Regions from separate parts of the Zea mays genome. Here region 2 is linked to region 1. Evidence: chromatin contacts called from public Hi-C data. All regions are on one chromosome and are shown on one strand. Each heading gives the region's core, a stretch centred on a gene start, on an enhancer-like site or on the middle of the called end of the contact. The rest is flanking DNA. Distances are from core to core; before and after follow the strand shown. Region 1 holds the start of LOC100273809 (Ubiquitin-protein ligase/ zinc ion binding protein). Region 2 holds the start of LOC100276166.

Region 1 (4,262 bases), core at 26-2,525:
TGTTGGCTTCACCTATGGGCCAAGTTGCAGTGAAAGTGAAGAGTGAACTCAAATTATTGTTGATGGTTGTCAATGAATGGAGTCGGTGGCCTTACAAGTGTTTGCATCTTTTGGCCGCCCACATGTGGTTAGGATCTCCTTTTGATTTTTGGACTCTGTAGTGGTTAATAACTTTCTTTGAAATGGTTTTGTAATAATCCTGGTATGATTCTATCTTTTGAGAGTTGAAGCTGGAAACAAGTTTCCATTATCTAAATAAGTAGATATTGCTAACAACAATGCAAGATGTCGCTTACCTTGAGAAAACCATTAGAATAGGGGTAGTAAAGCACCGAGGAGACGAACACATTTGTTGGTTGACGAATTCTTGTTTATTAGAGTGCAAACTATTTCATTATATTGTCATACAGATCTGAAGCGATAAACACTCCTTAACCATACTTTCTATCTAATCTACTACCTATGCATATGGTCTATCTTTCCACTGTGTTGAGATCCTAGCTAACAAAGGTCGATATTGAGCGAGTTAGTAGTGTGGTCGGTTGAACACAAGTCGATAGTGAGCGAGTTAGTAGTGGTGTCGGTTGTTGACGTGATGGTAGTTAATAATTATGAACACATATACACCTATATGCAATATAACTAGTCATACACCCATACATTGCTACAAATTCTATATATCATATAAGTAGACTTTGTTTTAATAAAACACAAAAAACATGTGTTTTATTGATTAGGTGAGTATAGATGTACAACAAACAAAGGTTCATACTTCCACTTATATACAATTGCCTAATTTTTTATAAAATGGGAAGAGTGACGTGAAAACCATAAAAACTGGTGTTTTATATTAATATTTTTTTGTATTTTTTCAATTTTAAAATGATACAAGTCTTCCTCTTTATGGAGTACGATTTTTTGTGGAGGGTTGTTTGGTTTCTAGTGACTAAATTTAGTCCATCAATTTTATTCATTTTAGTCTCTAATTATGTGTTTAGTTTGAGGTCAAAGTATGATGAGGCAGGGGCGATATCGTTCCCTCGATTTTTTGGAACCATGTCGCTACAAAAAAATTACTCCGATGTTCATCTTGCCTCCGCGTGACTCTCATCCAAATATTATAAAAAATGTGACCATCCCTTCTATCCATTTTTATACGTTCCAACCAAGCACACCATAAATTATCAAATAGTTTCCGTATTTAAAAATTTAAAGATTAAAATAGAATAAAACTTTATTTTAGTCTATACTAACCAGAACCCCGTGCTGTTCGGTAACCAAACCCACACAACAAAGGCCGCGCGGCTGTTGGATAACCAAGGCGTCGGAGGATTTGCCTGCCGTGTAGTTCTTCCTCGTTGGCACCCGGCTCCGCACTGGTAAGAAATCCATGGCCAAATTCTCCTTTAACGACGCCGATGAAGACCCTCCAACCTTCTCTTCCGAGGGTGAAAAGAGAAAGCGCGATGACGGCCCAGGCGAAGCGGCGGCAAGCGGAGGACCCTCTAAGGCCCGAATTCTGACGGTCGAGGGCGAAGAGCAGGATGGAGGTGCGGTGGTAGGGGCGGGGAGGGCTGAAGGGAACGGCAGCAAGGGGGTGGAGACGGTAGTTGGCGGAGAGGCTGACGGGATTAGTGTGCGCATCGACCCGGATGTGCTCGATTGCTCCATCTGCTTCGATCCCCTCCAACCGCCCCTCTACCAGGTAGTTATTCCCGTTTTGAAAATCGCCTATATTGCTTGATTCCCCGTAGTAATTTGGGTAGGATGACATAATATGCTGTAAAAGCATAATATGATTAGCATCCTAGTTCCTGAAATGTTTGTACAAACTGTAAGAACTAAGAAGCAACAGTTTGTTACTAAATTGAGGATATGAAAGGAGACAGTAACATATAAATACAAAGCAGTTGACTTACCAGTGTGCGTGCAGCACGCTTCGACAAAATTTTCATTCATATCCTTCATGTATGGTTTTGTAGCAACCGTGATTTGAAGGCAGCTAAACGCTGTACTCAATCCTGACTATGACTTCCCAAAATGCCTGCAATTGAATCAATACTTATCTGTCTCAAACAGTTGAACCTGACATTTAGAAACAAAGGCAAGTAACTGCTCTTCTGACCACATGGATTATTAAATCCTTTTTTTAACGTAATGGCATGAGCTCTGTCTTTCCATTAAGAAGATTAGAATTGATCAAGTTTTAAGGAAAACTGGGCCCGAAACCTAAACAGAGTGCCCAAACAACACAAGCAGCGACAACCCCACACACAAAGCTCATCTAGAGTCATCGTTGCCGAGCTCAACACAAGATACAAGCACCTTCGACTTTGCCAGACGGGCCGCACACGGCCAAAAGAAAAACGACGACGCCTACACCTAAAACCTAGCACAGAAGGACAAAGACCGCGACGCGCCATCGTTGCCAAGCCTCAACACACCCACACTCTAGGCAACTCTGATTCTTCACCAATGATCTTTATCCAACACCCACCTTCAGTTTTTTGCCTGGCCAGATCTCGAGGAAGGGGGTTCACCTCATGTCATCGTTACCGAGCCACATTCCCTAACGAGGCAGCTTCGACTTCACGTTGCAAAAAACCCACCACCCGCAATCCAGATGCCGAGAAGCGAAAGCATCAACAGATGGCAACGTCGAGGCTGAGACAAACTCAAACGTGACGCCTTCAGGAATGGAGTGACGTCTAGGACGCCACTGTCACATGTCCAAGATGGATCGGGCTTTCGCCCATGGAAGACAGCAATGCAACAACCTCAACAGGGGAAGTGGTGACCACGAGTGTCACCGTCGCCGAGGCTTTCACCCAAGATGCCCTCCAGCACATCATTAGGCCAGGACCCTAGGTCAAAGCATGCAGCCTCTGCCGTCGCCACCACCCTGGCCTCCGCTCAAACCCCTCTAGAGGGGCATCGACTAGTCGGATGCCGCAGCAGCCGCAAAGCTGCGTCGGCTGCCATCCCCTCCGGCTGGGCACACGGAACCAGGGCACACCTTGCCGTGTGTGCCACACTATCGCCCATTAGAGACGAAACTGGCTGCCGCCACTGGCACTGGCACCCGCGGCCATCGAAATCAGTTGTCATCCAGCGCACCTCCACCGTTGCGCACCAACATGCACCCCGCAAGGACAACCATCACCAAGGCGCAGATCTGGCGAGGGAGTGCCAGATCCAGGCCGATGGGGCCTAGATCCATCGCCGTCTCAGGGCAACCACGCGGGCCAGCCATGTAGCGCACCACCGCCACCGCTGGCTAGCCGCAGGCTCGTGACCGTGCTACCGTCGGGTGCCAGCCGTGCGGGCACACAGGCACCGCTGCCACCGCAAACGCGGACCAGCCGCAGGTGCGCGACTGTGCAAGTCGTCGCGGGCAGCCGCGCAGGCGCCGCCGCCGCAGGGCAGGCACATGGCCACGCGGTCGCCGCCGCCAGGCCCTCACCTCGCTGGCGTCGAAGGAGAGAGAGACGCGGCGGCCGGCCAAAAATCGGCCCACCGCCACCTTCACCGCAAGCCGCGCGAGCTCCCCAGCGGCTAGCTCCGACGGCGGCGAGACAGAAAGAGAGGAGAAGGAGAGTAGGATACGGCGGCTAGGGTTTCACCACCCGTGTCACCCAAGCGGGAGCGACGCGAGGGCCTATCTCTGCTCGTATTCGGAATGTCCAATATATGGTATCATTAATATTACTGAAGGAAACAATTGTGTATAGAGGGTTACTTACTGTATTGTACATCTTTCATAAATAGACAAACAATTTGATAGAAATATCTACCAAGATACCTCATACTACTGAGTTGTTGAGCTAACCACTGCATAGTAGCAGAACTACTAGATACAGATAAACACCAATAAACTTTCAAGCTTCTTATCAGTTGAGGTTAGTGTTATCAAGGGAAATTAACTTATCACTATGCTAGAAATCTGAGCTATATAGTTCACAACTAACCCTCTCGCCAAACTTGCGCTGAAGGTATCAGGATATGACACCTTCATAGCTACCACTATATCACTGTGGCAATGTAATTAATGTTGAACCAACACCATGATGAATCTTCTTTTCTGCGCCCTCTCCTAAGTTGTCTGGAATGGGAAATACAACAGAGAAGATCTGTTCCCACAACAAAGCCTACCTGTGCTTTATCGAGAAAGGATGGTGTTGGTTACTTGTTCTCAAATGCTGTGAGTTAAGAACAAGACAACACAATTGTTAATCATTAAGGATCTTCGTCCTTCGAAGCAT
Region 2 (4,219 bases), core at 1,499-3,998, 390 kb after region 1:
TAAACCATGAATAAATGAGGAATTAGAATAAACAAAAGATTTTCAGCAAGGTATAATATATAGTAGAACATAGGTTTGGTCGATATGACCAACTTTTGAAGGGATACCAAAGTCAAGGCATGAACAGAGGTCTATAATCCTTAGAACGACCATTCTATTCTAGGTTAGCGGTCCTACAGTCAACACGGCTTTGATACCACCTGTGTCACACCCGGTTTTAGAAGGCAAACCGAGTGCCAGGATCAGCAATTCACGTACACAGCAGTTACATAACTGGACATCATCACACAGTGCTCAAATAATAATATAAAAGGGGAAATGTAGTCGATTACATCATATGTCTAAGACATCCACATAGTCTTTACAATTATCAAAGTGCGGAAAAGAAAAGTAGATACACGCGGCCTTCACAGGCAGCCGACTGGGGGTTGCCACTAACCCACGCCTAGAACTCATCATAATCTTGGAACTCCTGGTGGTCTCCTTCCACGGCTTCATCTTCTCCTGAGCAGTGGTTGCAACACGGACAACCTGGGGAATGGAGGGGGAGGGTTTGGTGTGTAGAGCAAGGGTGAGTACACATCAACATACTCAGCAGGTGTCCTGTTTGGCCGAAGTGGACTAGCTTTATATGGGGGGTAAGTCAAGCAGTTGCTTTTAGTTGGTCAGATTATTATTACTAGTAGAGAAAGCCAAGTTTTAGAATTAACCCACGTTATTAACCCAAACGTACCCTTTCCAAACACAAAGAATTTGGAAAGAATACATTTGGGTTAATAACGTGGGTTAATTCTAAAACTTGACTTTCTCTACTAGTAATAATAATCTGACCAACTAAAAGCAACTGCTTGACTTACCCCCCATATAAGCTAGTCCACTACAGCCAAACAGGACACCTGCTGAGTATATTGATGTGTACTCACCCTTGCTCTACACACCAAACCCCCCATTCCCCAGGTTGTCCACGTTGCAACCACTGCTCAGGAGAAGATAAAGCCGTGGAAGGAGACCACCAGGAGTTCCAAGATTATGATGAGTTCTAGGCGTGGGTTAGCGGCAACCCCCAGTCGGCTGCCTGTGAAGGCCGCGTGTATCTACGTTTCTTTTCCGCACTTTGATAATTGTAAAGACTATGTGGATGTCTCAGACATATAATGTAATTGACTACCTTTCCCCTTTTATATTATTATTTGACCACTGTGTGATGATGTCCAGTTATGTAACTGCTGTGTATGTGAATTGCTGATCTTGACACGTACATGGTTCGCATTCGGTTTGCCTTCTAAAACTGGGTGTGACATTTAATAAGGTATTTATAGTGAACTATGGGTAATGAAGTCAGGGTAGCTATTAAATGTTGTTGATGTTGTATTGATCTCGTCTTGCTGTACTATAAAATATGAACATGAGTATTAGATGAATATTAGTTGTATATTACATTAGCCACATGATCAAGTGCAAGGACGTTGGAATGTGATCTCGACTAGCTAATTCTAAGGTCAATTAATTATAAGTTTAATTAGTGTCTATATTTCTAATCAACCCGTCACACATATATCTAACTAAATCAGATTTACCGTGATCGACAATAACCTTGAGGACTAGTTTGGAAGCCAAAAACAAGAGAAGATTAAAGGGGTTAAAACATCTTTTTATTTAAAATTAAATAAAAATGAGATTTTAATTCCTCTAATCTCTTCGATTTTTAGCTCACAAACTACTCCTGAAATTTCTAAAGTCCAGCCACGTGACCGACACCACATCTTTAAATATAAATTAGAGAAGACACTTCTAGTCTTACCACTCACTTGAAATCACACATCCGATTGCTTGTACACAGAAAGATTTAGAAAATTCCGTTATCATCTATGCCAACGCTGGTGGTATCCGAGGTTGTCTTTTATCAATAGAGCCAGACTACTCTAATGCACTGTCTATGACCTGACACGTGTTTGGTTTGCTGCATCCAAAAAATAGAGCTCGCACGCACCGATGCATCCTAGGCTTATTTGCCTGCATCCATAGATACACGGAAAATAATCATATCTGGCGGACCAAGCTCACATGAGAATGACTGCGCACAGACAGCCATCCAATAAGACGGTATATTTTCATTGACAAAAGACGTATAAATCCCAAACATAACTCATATGCTATGGTGGTCCTGTTTAAAACCACTATAGTTAATAGTTAGCTACCTAATAAATTGTTATCTATGTGGAGGTAATTAATGAACTGTTGTTATTTGGCTAACAATTAGCGAGGGAATTAGCCGAGGATGTTTGCAACCTGGCCTATATCTATTCTATACGAACACTGCATTGCCATTGCCCGGTTGTCGGTGAGGAAGTTTTTTGTGACGATGTTTGGTTGTTCTATAACCATCGAATAAGCTCTAAGGAGCGAGGCCGGCAAAAGAAATTTGGCTTGGTTGGGTGATGCAGTTCTGTGGCTTTCGCGTGTTGATCCTGCTTTGGTAGATGGCTAGATGGCGTGCTCCATTGTCGGCTTGGTTTATGTCGTGCACTCCTAACCTGCATTTTGAAATTAGAGTGATCATGTGGAGATCTAAAGCCAGACATTGTGGATTTGCCATTATCCACACAACTTGTTGAATTTTGTATCATTTGGAATAAATTCTGAGTGTTTACGCAATAGCACCAGGTATGCTCCTAATAAAGTAGGTAGATTTCCAATTTTCTCGAAAAAAAGAAACTGCATAAACTGAATGCTTTCGGAACCCTGGTGGAGCCACGCACCTGGTTTCGTCCCCAAATCTCACTCAATCCCCAGTCCCGACACCCATCCTCTCCACCGAAGTCACCACCGCATGGACGACGCCGCGAATCCCACCCCTCCACCATCCACCTCCGCCGCATCCGCGGCGGCCGCGGCGGCGCAACACCAGCAGCTCCAGCGCCAACTCTTCCTAATGCAGCAGGCGCAGTCCCATCCGCAGCAGCTGTCGCAGCAGGCCATGTCCCGCTTCCCCTCCAACATCGACGCTCACCTCCGCCCTCTAGGGCCGCTTCGCTTCCAACAGCCCCAGCCCCAGCCCCAGCCGTCCCACTCCCAGGGTCCATCTCAGTCGCCGTCGCAGGCCACGCAGCAGGCGTCACCCCAGCAGCAGCAGCAGCAGGCGGCGGCGGCGGCGGCAGCGGCGCAGGCACAAGCACAGGCCCAGGCCCAGGCGGCACGGGTACGAAGCCCCGAGATGGAGATGGCGCTGCAGGACGCCATGCGGGTCTGCAATCCGGACGTCAAGACGCCCTTCCAGTCCATCGAGGACGCTGTCAACAGGTGCGCTACCGTCGGATTCATGCCAAATCTTGCTACTTTCCTGTTCAGATGTTTATCTAAATCTCGATCTCGAGGTATATCGTTTGAAACACGTATTTGCGGCCAAGGGGAGGTTGTGTAAATGATGGGTTAAGCATTTATTTAACAGATCTCCACGGTTTTAACATGGTGATTGAGGTTTGCGTGAAAATTTCGTCCGTTTGATGTAGTGCTAATTGATGATATATTTTTGGTTATGCCTTGCATGTTTGTTCGGTTGGATGCAATAATGGGCTGGTTACTATGTCGAATCTGATTACTTCTGATTGATGCATATCCTTTTTGGCTGTTGGCTAGCGAATGCTTTCAGAAACCACCTCTTCTGTTTAGCTATTTTGGGCAGTAAGTCTAGCAGTGCTTTGTATTCTGTAAATAGGCATTTCAAATGTATTAATTGCTGTCATTGCATTATAATATTTGTTTTGGGTGAAAAATTCAGTCTTATCTTTGTCAGTAGATTTCAAGTTTTGTTCATCTCTTCCAATGTTGTATAGCATTGTGAAACCAGATGGTGGCATTGTGGAAGTATTTGGTAAGAGTTGGTATTGAACTTCACAAATGTAACATTGCACATTCTGTATTGAAGTACAAACAGATGGGATGATTATCCTTCTTTATGTTAATAAATCTGTATAGAAACAAAATTGGTCATTCAATAATCAATACTATTCTCAGAATTACATTTCTGTACTACAACAATTATTTTATCAAACAAGTTAAAAAAACTATCTTGGGAATTTTATCCAACCTGTTTTTTTCTAAGTCATGTTTAAGAAGGTAGGTTTGTAATTTTTACTGTTACAAGCAGTTATACTAATTGCTATTAAATACTACTCAAGTTACATTTAGCATTCTGTATTCAGTGCTGAGTTGCTTCATT

What was found. A called contact is a pair of places that touch in the nucleus more often than the background predicts.
Region 2: a contact with region 1 is called in a Hi-C map of root tip, with 3 times the contacts expected there. The contact joins the promoter of LOC100276166 here to the promoter of LOC100273809 in region 1. A contact is called at or near these places in 9 of 25 Hi-C or Micro-C datasets (ear, endosperm, leaf and 3 more).

The regions. Positions count from the first base shown.
Region 1 is chr3:94,205,938-94,210,199 of Zm-B73-REFERENCE-NAM-5.0, forward strand. It overlaps LOC100273809 (Ubiquitin-protein ligase/ zinc ion binding protein), which reads left to right and starts at 1,276. Exons shown (of 2, transcript NM_001148210.1): 1 at 1,276-1,705. The coding sequence starts at 1,391.
Region 2 is chr3:94,599,286-94,603,504 of Zm-B73-REFERENCE-NAM-5.0, forward strand. It overlaps LOC100276166, which reads left to right and starts at 2,749. Exons shown (of 2, transcript NM_001150017.3): 1 at 2,749-3,300. The coding sequence starts at 2,831.